2 separate regions of the Mus musculus genome follow, and region 1 is linked to region 2. The links are chromatin contacts, called in public HiChIP or PLAC-seq maps. All regions are on one chromosome and are shown on one strand. Each heading gives the region's core, a stretch centred on a gene start, on an enhancer-like site or on the middle of the called end of the contact. The rest is flanking DNA. Distances are from core to core; before and after follow the strand shown. Region 1 overlaps Rassf6 (Ras association (RalGDS/AF-6) domain family member 6). Region 2 has its middle 12 kb from the start of Epgn.

Region 1 (5,152 bases), core at 2,152-4,651, 420 kb before region 2:
CACCTTATCGACCTTGTTCCATCATTCTTTCCTTTAGTCACTACTCTCAACTTTCTTCATGTCTCTTGGACACAGCAGGTCCTCGGGCCTTTGGATTTGCTGATTGCTCCTCTGGAATAACCCCTCTCCACTGTCACATTGCTATCTCATTCACCCATTTTCTTTAATTACTTAATCAAAATCCAACTACGGGGCTGGAGAGGTGGCTCAGTGGTTGAGAGCAATAGCTGCTCTTCCATAGGACCTGGGTTCTACTCTCAACATCTGCTTGTTGGCTCACAACTGTTCATAACACCAGATCCAGAGGATCCAATACTTTCTTCTGGGGCCTTATATGTACATGGAACACAAACAACATATATGCAAGCAAAATGACATGCACATACACATAAAACTAAGTAAAATAAAACTACCCCTCCCCATTAATAAAAATGTCTATCTTGACCGTCTACTCCAAATCTTTGCCTCTTCCAATATTTCATCTCTTGCTTTCTTCCTTCACCTTTGCCCCCAAGGTATCCTCTAATGATCCATAAATGTGACTTCCTGACTTCCTTCCCTCTCCTATTTCTCTTTCCTGTTCTTTTCTTTTTTTCTTTTGAGACAAGTCTTTAAAGATATATTTATGTATTTATGTATTTATATATGTATGTATGTATTTATTTATTTATCATGCACAGTGTTCTGCTTGCAAATATGCCTGCACACCAGAAGAGGGTGCCAAGATCACACTACAGATGGTTGTGAACCACCATGTAGTTGCTGGGAATCGAACTAAGGACCTCTGGAAGCGCAGCCAGTGCTCTCAACTTCTGAGCCATCTCTCCAGCCCTAGACAAGTCTTACTATTGCAGCCTTGGATGGCCTGTAATTCACTGTGTAGACCAGGCCAGCCTTGAATTTCTATTGATCCACCTGCTTCTGCCTCCAAAGTGCCAGCATTAAAGGCATGAGCCACCATGTCTGGCTGTAAACTTATTAGTTGTGTGTACTGTCTTCCCCACAAGAACAAAGCACCTTGAGGCTGGCATGTTTGGAAGTTTTGTTCAGATTTTCAGTCCCCGGTAGTAGAGTGTTTAGTGCATGGTAGACAACCAGTCAACACTGGTTAAGTAAACTTATCAGAATAGCCTCTTCTAAAAACCAACCAAACAAAAGACAAAAAGCAATAGTAACAAGATAAAGGAGAAAAAGCTTATTTTGTGCAGACCTCTTTATTGAAAACCATTCTATCTCCTTGATCCTCAGACACCTTTGCCATTCTCATATGGGCCACGAGAGCTATCAGCTTGGTTTCACTTGCTGACCTTTCCTGCTGATCAGAATGGATGCTTGCTTATTAGAAGCTGCTATTCAACAAACACGGACTGAACACTGAACAACAGGCTCTATGCACGCTGTTTCTACACGTTGGAATCAGAACAACATGCTTTTCAGACTCACTTTTCCTCACTTGCCATTTCCAGCATGCACATTTCCAGGGGTCCACACATTCCGGGCAATGACCCTAGAAAGAATTCCAGTGAAGGCCTCCAGGGTTTCCCTTCCCAAATGGCTTACTTCAATTTTTTTTATGTTAAAGAAGATTTCTGTTCTAAATCTCACCGGCTACTCTGATCCTTTAGGGTCCTTACTGTGAGATACTTCCTTTGAAATTGTACTACCACTAAAATGCATGCTTGTCCTTTTTAAGCTTTTGTGCCAGAGCAGCACAAAGAAGTTCAGGTTCACTAGGGATGCAGGTCCAGATATGCTGAGCTCAGAGCATCGTTATGAAAGCACACGGAGCTTTATGTAATCTCACCCCTCAGCTTCTGGCAAAACCCCATGTGTGGAATGGTGCAAGTCTTTGAAGCATCACTCAGGACCATGCAGTGGAAATGCTCTGTCCCTGAGCAGAGGTTAATGCATTCTACAAAGGCCTTTTTAACTCTGTGCATCTCACCAGAAAGGCAATTTCAGTTTACGGACCCAATGAAGGATGGGTGGACATAACATTGGGAAGAAATGTTAGCTTATGATTACACTAATATACCAGGTTGATTAGTTGAAACTAGGGTTATAAGAGGGTCAGGACTTAGTCCTCCGTGTCTGCAAATTCAAATGAAGCATAGTAACAGAACACCTGACCCAATGCCATTTAATTATACATAGTAGAATCACTATGTGAGCACAGTCCAAAAACCCAAGTCATGTGTTGAAGGTGAGCACAAGATGGTCCCTGTGGTGAACCTGGGTGGGCAATAACTCAACCAGAAAAGCCAATCAGGTCAGGGGAACATTACCAAAGCATATTATCATTTCTGCAGTCTATATGAGCAGCTCTGAGGATGTCCCAGGGATTTATAAGAATGGGCGCTTTAAGAAACTTAGATTCATCCTCTGGGCAATGGGAAACTGGTGAAGTTCTAGTCGAGAGGAAGACAGGCCAATACTAAAGCTAGTAGGTACAGCAGTGCAGGCAGATTTTAGTCCAAGGCAACGTGGAGGCAGCAGGGTAGATTGAGGCCATCATAACAATGAGGCTCAGGATCAAGGCTAGGAAGATGAGTGAATGTCCCATATATATGGATGACCTGGAATCTAGAGGGAGTTTCAAATAACTGCAATAAGCACACTAATGGCTAGGACATAAAAAGTGCTATCAAGGTTTTTTTTGTTGTTGGTTTGTTTGTTTTGTTTTTTTTTTTAAAGCAGGATTTTAAGAGCCCCCTTAAATGGACCCATTCTTAACAAATAAAAAGAAGTTGTGCCTCTTTCTGCCTCAGCTTTCAAATAGGTCCTCGCCTAACACAGACCACGGCCATTCAAATACTTTGATAAATCTCTAAAATGGTTGCTTACAGAACAGTTACACATCTGGTCTTTTTAACATTTTTTATTTTTATCTTTTAATAAACCTGGGAATGTCTAGAAGCCCACAGAGATGGCAAAGAAACAAAAATAAGATTGAAACTCATCTGAATGAGTCATCAAATCTTGACTTTCTGGGGAAATCTGAGATTTCTTTTGGAATGTAAAATATTACCTCACAGTACATACCATGTGTTTTTAAGGGCATCTTCACACTCTGCATCAAGGGAAAGATGCTTTTACTAAACTGAGAAATGTCAAGCTTCTATACAAACTCAACTTCTATCTGAAGGAACTCATGGGCCCAGTAGCTTCCACCATAGAAATTGGCACCCTGACACTGGCACTTCGAGGCGGGGATTACGGGAGGTGCTGAGGGGGCCTAGAATTCTCTAGCATGGGTTCTGGAGGAAAGCAAGCCATAACTCTAGCAAGCTCTGGAGGAACTGGCACAGGAAGGAGGGGCCCCAAGGGTGTGTTTCACTCAAGGTGTCTGTCCCTCAAGTCCTGCTTGGCTTCAGTGACTAATAGCATCTGCAGCTGAACTGTAGATGCTAACATGCACTTTGTACCTTGCGGCTGGAGCTGCAGCCACTCAGCAGATGGGAGCTACCCACAACATGACGTGTGCCACTTAGCAAGAAATGAATTCCTCTTCTTGCGGTACAATTCAGCTGTCTAGAAGAAGCACTTACACAGTTTTGTCAAATGCAACAAACATGAACATGAGGCAGGACCATGGGAAGAAGAGAGCTATACCTCATATCCAGAGATGCACAGATGTCAAACTTGAGTTGTAACATAGCAACCCCTCTTGTTTTTCCAGTTGTTCAAAGCACCTATAAGGTGGTTCTTCTATGCTTTCCCTGGAAACCAAGGAGCCCTCTTCCATTCTTGATCCTTATAAATTGGATTCAACATGAACAAAGTACAGATATTGTCACATGCTATAACCCAACGTGAACCTCTGAGACTATCATGTACCAAGTAAGGTCCATGGCCACGCATGGCTATGTCCCCTACATCTGTGGCACTCTCTGAAGGACTTGTTGGAAAATGTTGGTGGTTAAGTCGATCACTGAACTGTAGCTTGAAGTTGACATTGGGTGACATTCTTTGTGGATCTTTCCATGTTATAGAGCAGGACTGTTTCATCCAGAGTCGAATATGAACACCCCCACCTTTTTGATTTTCACATTTAGTTTTCTTTACTTTGTGGACTGTGTTCATAATATTACATTTTAGCAATGAGATTATTTAACAATTTCCTATGGTCAGTTCAAAATGCTTAATTTAAAACATTTTGTATTTTGTTTTATAAAACAACTATGAATTGGAGAGATGGCTTAGAGGTTAAGAGCTGTACCAGAGGCTGAAGTTTAATTCCCAGCATTCATATCAGGTGGGCTCACAGCTGCCTATAACTGAGGTTTCAGGGGCTCTCAAACTTCTGGTCCTTGTTTGCAAGCATACACACACACACACACACACACACACACACACACACACACACACACACACAAAATGCACATGTACAAATAAAATAAATCTTAAAAACCCCCTAAGAGTTAAACATATAAGTCTATTAGAATCAGCTACTGCTGGTATTAAGTTTGTGTTATTTTGTGGGTTGTAGAGCTGCACACTTTACAAACTGTGCATTAAGTATACAATATATTCGTGATTTTCCACAATTGACATCCACAATTCATAGTATAAATGGTTGCCTGCCTCTGGAAAGGTAGAATCAGGAGATATGATTTACTCCAGAAAATAAATCCGGATCAGTAAGGCAGCTAACGCTGTCATTTTAAGGAACTGGTGTCTGTAAGCATTGGCTCAGAACCCACTTTACCCTCACTACCTCCTGGAATCCTGGAACTGAAATCACACACTTCATCAGGGCCTCTCCCAGAAGGGACTCTGGGTGCCAGGTCTCTTTGCTGTGGGCCTCTTTTTCTGGCTGGGACATGGAAGAAAGAGTGCCTTACCTCCTGGCACACAGACCTTCCTTTACTAGCAAAGTAGGTTAGCCCATTTCCATTGCAAATGAAGGGATTGGGTTCCAAAGTCAGGAAGCTGGGAGGCTGGGGGGCAGAGGGCCCTCTTAACTGCAGTAAATGTTGCCTCCCTTGACATCAGAGTCCTGCACAGGCGCACATGCCCCGAGGCTTCTGTCCTTTTCAAAGAGGTGGAACTCCTTGCTTCTCTAGAAAAATCTATGCTAGAGGATGAAGAGTTGCCCCTGCACAGGGCCTGGGAGGTGGAGAACTAGGTGGTAAATACAAGAAAGTCTCAG
Region 2 (5,453 bases), core at 877-3,376:
GTTACATGCTATCTTGCGTGTGATATAAATATTGATAGCTTGCAACCCACACATATGGGAAGGGTTACCAGAAGCCCTATTGCAAAATACCACTCTTTCTACCTTACATCATTGACTGATGACATCAGATAGGAACTTCTGCCAAGATGCAGTGGAAGTGTTGAAATTGAATTTGTCAGAGTCTGGCATTGCTAAGCTGGGTGAGTCCACATTTCTGTCCAAACCTTTGGCACAGATCTATCCAGTAGCACATTGAAGAGCATACTTTTCAAGTTCTGGATGATAGTTCTGTTAATTATTCAAATCAATCGGTGACCTTGGGAGACTCTGAGCAACTAGCGACCCATGTTCCAGTCTTGAGAAGACCCGTGTTTTAAAAAAATGTGTTCTGTTGTTTTATTTCACTTCGCTCCATAACCTAAATGAGGGAATACCTGCTGCTTCCGAAGAAACAGCTCATCGGGGGTAGGAATTCGATTACATGATAAGGAGTTGGACAGCCTCGCTCAGTCCAGTCTTATCTCAACACCTTGTGGCCCTTCATTCTCGTTTTTGTGCCTCAGATACAGGAGCATAGATGTATGTAGATTGAAATGCAGTTAAGATCAAAGGCAAGTAGCTACAGCTAACCATGTGGCTTGTCCTCAGGGAGTGGCTAATGAGATGCCAGGATTAGTGGTGGGTCTGTAATCTCAGCATTTAGAAGGCAGAGGGACAATCTCAAATCTTCAAGGCCAGTTTGGGTTACTTATCTAGACTGTCTTAAAGACAAAAAACAAAAACAACATCAACATCAACAACAACAACATCAACAACAACAACGTCAACAAAATTTTAAAAATTAAAAACAACAAATCATGCTGTAGATCTTTTTTTTGGAAAGAATGGCATCTCTATACTTTTAAATTTGCACAAAGGTATTGAATCAATATAAAGTTCTTTAACAAATCAAGGGAGCATACTAGTGTCCTAGCACTGCCATTTATAATCATTTCCAAGGCTTTTAATTAACCCAACAGACACACATTTAATTGTGCAGACTTGTTCAAGGACACACAACATTCAGCTCTTTCTCTTTGCCATAGCCTAGGGGATCTCTCCCGACAGGGTATGGAAAATTCATATTCTTGGTGAACCTAGAGAGGTGGCCAAGTGATCTACAAATGAAAACCAGTTCTTTTCTTTATAATAGACATAATAGCCTTTGTCATGGACCAACCACAGAAATTCCCTACTGTCATCTTCAGATTAAGATGTGCATACCAGTGTCAGGGTGGGGCCAGAACAGGAGAGAAGAGCCTGCCAACAGGAGAGTCCACAGACTGGAGACTGGAAACAAAGCCTGGCTTATCCTCAAGACTCAAGGGATAAAAGGATCACTTGAGAATATTCCTCGTTGATCTGTGGACAAGTGTCACCTGGCACTGTTAACTTCCATGGGTGCCCTTGACTGAGGTTGGTGATCAGAGACAAGAAGTAAAGCATCCAAGCTGTCAGTAGAATTCAGTAGACCCCGTCTTCCTCTCCATTACCTTCAGTCCTACCCTTATCCAAATTGTTCCTTAGAGAAAAATATTAAATTTTGATGGACTTGATTAAGGCAACAATTTGAGATATAAAAACAATATCTGTGTCACTCTAGGTACAAGGCTTCTCACGCAGTCCTGGGGCTGCTTAACTCCATGGAGTCCTTTGGATATGAAATTCTATTAAATGGCTATAAGAAAAATAAAAAAACACTCTGAGAGTTATCAGGAGGATCCCACCCACAGACATTATCTCCTTTGGCTTCCATGTGTTTGTTTTACATCAAGCCCACATTTAGAAGCCAAGGTATTTTCTAGTGAAGAGAAGGCAGAAAACTGTCTTGCATAGCTGTGGTTAGGAATGCTTGCATCCTCCAAAGCTACCGGCCCCCAGGGCTTAAGCTGCCAATTCAAGGTTCCTAGGAGCCTTTAAATCTGCCAACTTGGTTGTTTGGATTAGTGTTATGGTCTTTCCTCATCTTAATTTAATTACCAGGAGGCCTGTAGAGGGCCCTGTTGCACTGCAAACCTCACAGGGCAGAGAAAAACCTCAGATCAAAGAGTTGCCCAGGAATGTACCTGCTAGGAGAAGCCACACTCACCTGGGAGCTGGCAAGGTGCCAGCTGATGACTCAGACACTGCCCTGCCCACATCCCTAGCTGCTTCCTGCTACAATACATGCTGGGTGTGTCTTCTCAGCGAGTTAGCCTGCTAAAGTCACCTCCCAGTTCAAAGCCTGACACCAGCTTCTCCCATCCCCCATGCCCCACAACTGATATAAATATCTTTATTAACTCCTCCTTTCGACTGTTACCCTTAATAATATTAGTCAATTGTTTTTCATTAACTTACTTTATACACAGCGCCCCTCCTCCCTGCCCAGTCTCACCCTCATAAATCCCTCCTCCTGTTACCCCCTTCCCCTTGCATACCACTTCACCTTGGGACATCTGTTCATAGCAAGACAGTCCAGCTAGGGGAAGGAGATCCAATGGCAGGCAACAGAGTCAGAGACAGCCCAGCTCCAATTGTTAGGAGACCCACATGTAGACCAAGCAGCATATCTGCTAGAGATGTGTAAGGGACCTAGGTCCAGCCCCTGCATACTTTTTGATTGGTGGTTCAGTCTCTATGAGCTCCCATGGGATCAAGTTGGTTAACTCGGTAGGTCTTCTTGTGGTGTCCTTGAACCCCTGGGCTCACTTATTCCTATCTCCCAGTCTTCCTCAATACTCCCCAGGTTCCATCTGATGTTTGGCTGTGGGTTTCTGCATCTGTTTTTATCTGCTGCTGGATGAAGTCTCTCAGATGACAGCTATGCTAGGCTCTTATCTGCAAGCACAGCAGAGTATCATTAATAGTGACAGGGGTTGGCTCTCTCCCATGGAATTGTCATTAACTTTCTTATCTACCCAAATTTTGGTAAAAGTCACAAGGACACAATTCCAAGGCCTCTTATTACTGTGGATTCAAATTCCTGTTCTCATATTGCTTGTTCATTCCTTTATCAAGCTATAAATGACTAGAAGACCTTGCAAGCAGAATTTTCTTAAGTAAACTAACAAACGTAACATATTTTCCGCCCTTCATTGCTGACTTCTTGAGCTAATACGGAGGTGCAGTTGTCCCTACTCTCTTCACGACTCACCTACCCCTTTTCTTATGCTCTGAGAAAACTGTTAATGTTTAATCAAGTGATGGAGAAATGATTTTTATTCAGTGCAACAAATTTGGCAGTAAATTGGCCCAAACTGGTCTAGAAGGTGGGGTTTAGTAATGGAGTTTGTATTTGGAACACTTTTGAGCCTGGGTTTGACTCACAGCTCAAATGTGAGGAAATTAGCCTAACCTGTGCTTGTTTTAGTGGCAAGAAGTTGGTTAAGAGTTCCCTAAACACTCAATAGAAAGATGGTGCCATCAGACTAAAGGAAGTCTATAGGAGACAGGAGAGGTGGTGCCATCAGTTGTCCTGCCTTGAGCCTGAAATTATGCAAATACCATAGCTACCACAAGCACCAGAATCAGGAACTGTGTGCTGGACAGACAGCCCCTTCTGCAGGGCAGTACCAGTCCCAATTTCCTGAGTGGTAGGTAAGTAAGCATGCTAGCTATCAGATGCTTCTTAGAGCTCGGCAAGCATCCATTCTCCAGTGTTTTGCCTTTGCAGGGCTAAGGCAATATATAGAACTTTGCCAGAAATGATAGTTGCTTGTTTGTTTGTTTTTTTGCATCCCAGTGGCACCCTTTCTGAAGATCGCTTAGATTTTTCCATTTCCCTCTGCCGTGTGTAAAGGTTTAGGTTGTGTTTTTCTGCATACCTAAGTTTAGGTGTCAAACAGAATATTCCATCACCTTCAATACTAGGTATGGCCTTTAAAGGAGAGGCCGGGATTTTAACTAACTAGAGCAGTGAAAAATCAGCCCTGGAATTTTTAGTAGCATTCTTTATCAGAGGCCACTTTATCTCTGTCTCAGACTTTATTCCCAAACTAGCAGAATGAAATCTTAGGTTTGTGAAACACCAGCTACGTAACTGTAGTAGCCTGCCTGAGGATGAGCAAGCTGTACGGAGAACAAAATACTCGGCAGTGCACCATAAGAGAGCAAAGGTTTATTTTGACCCATGGTTTCAGAGAAACTTCTGCCTATCTTGGAGGAGAGGGCATGGCTACAGGAGTGAGTGTGCCTATGGCAGTGTTGGTGGTCAGAGCACATGGTTATGACTCTTCTCGGGGTTACTGAGAGAACACAAGAGAAGCAGCCTGGTCCAAAGGACCATCCCACTTTTGTCACCCAGAGCCCACCTACTAACTAAAATCTTTTGAATTAACAAATGAGCCCCTTAAGCTGGGGACTGTGTTCAAAATGCATGCTGGGGGGATTTCCAAGTCAAACCAAGGCAGAGTCACTTAGTCCATCCAGACATGGAAGTTCTAGCTGTGACCTTGGACTATAGATGCATCAGTTGTGACTGCAATATTTCCTTCCTCCCAGATCATAGGATTCACTCAAAGGTTTATATGGAAAGTACATAATTTTTTGCTCCTTTGAGGTTTCATAAGGTTCATCTTGTCACATAGACTCAACTTTGTTGTTTGGATTTTTTGCCTTTGTTTATTTGTTTAACAAAAGCTCAAAGCAATAACAATTTCCAGCTCCAAAACAGCTGTCCAAGTTTCAACGTGATCAAGAAAATACAGGTATAATGATATGAAAGACTTTCGAGTGCTGACCAATGAATATGGCCCTTCGTTTTGACCTGCTAGAAGACCTGGATGAACACTGCCCTCAGCATACCACAGGCAAAGCAGTGACGTATGCATGTTAGATGTTTGCATGAGTGCTTTGCAGCTAGGTTTTCAAAGGGGAAACATCTCTTGTAATCGTATAAATTGGTAGGGATTTTTATTTCTGGAATATGATCTGCTGGATACCAATATGCATCTGGGATTTCTTTCTTATGCATTGCTTCAACTGCGGAGGTCCAGCAGTGTCTGTACACACGGATACTCATCTGTGACTCACAGCTCTGATGGGGCAGTCCCAGCCAGGCCACTCCAAACTGAATGTAGACATTAAACTGCTGCTTCCAAGCCTTGGCTTCAAGGCGCTCTCAATACATCCATCCAGTGAATGGGTGTAAATATTAAAATGTATAAAGATAGCAAAAGTTATTTTGAATTCAGGTGATTTTATAATAAATTAGGAATAGAAAGGCATTTGAAAGCTATTCTAAACACTCAGGTGTAGAGGAGCATAATCATTTCTCAACTCTCAAACAAAAAGTTAAATATTTTTCTGTATGAATTGTACTAATAAAACAGTAACATCACAATGAGGGATTTAAAAAAACAAGACTGAAGATTGAAAGTGAACACAGTGCCTGTCTTTACAACACAAAAGCTTAAAAGTTAATTTAACAAATA

What was found. HiChIP or PLAC-seq counts read pairs in DNA pulled down with a chosen protein or histone mark.
Region 1: a FOXA1 HiChIP or PLAC-seq map of pancreatic cancer cells shows a contact between it and region 2. The contact joins two enhancer-like sites.

What each region holds. Positions count from the first base shown.
Region 1 is chr5:90,618,535-90,623,686 of GRCm38.p6, forward strand. All of the region lies in intron 2 of Rassf6 (Ras association (RalGDS/AF-6) domain family member 6), which reads right to left. Among named protein-coding and RNA genes, the nearest start is that of Rassf6, 19 kb to the right of the region's middle. Within about 2 kb of position 3,402, at least 32 of the 459 cell types and tissues checked have an H3K27ac peak or open chromatin away from gene starts, as enhancers often do. A contact at or near this core is called in pancreatic cancer cells, where this site is marked.
Region 2 is chr5:91,036,690-91,042,142 of GRCm38.p6, forward strand. No RefSeq gene overlaps it. Among named protein-coding and RNA genes, the nearest start is that of Epgn, 12 kb to the left of the region's middle. Within about 2 kb of position 2,127, at least 64 of the 459 cell types and tissues checked have an H3K27ac peak or open chromatin away from gene starts, as enhancers often do. A contact at or near this core is called in pancreatic cancer cells, where this site is marked.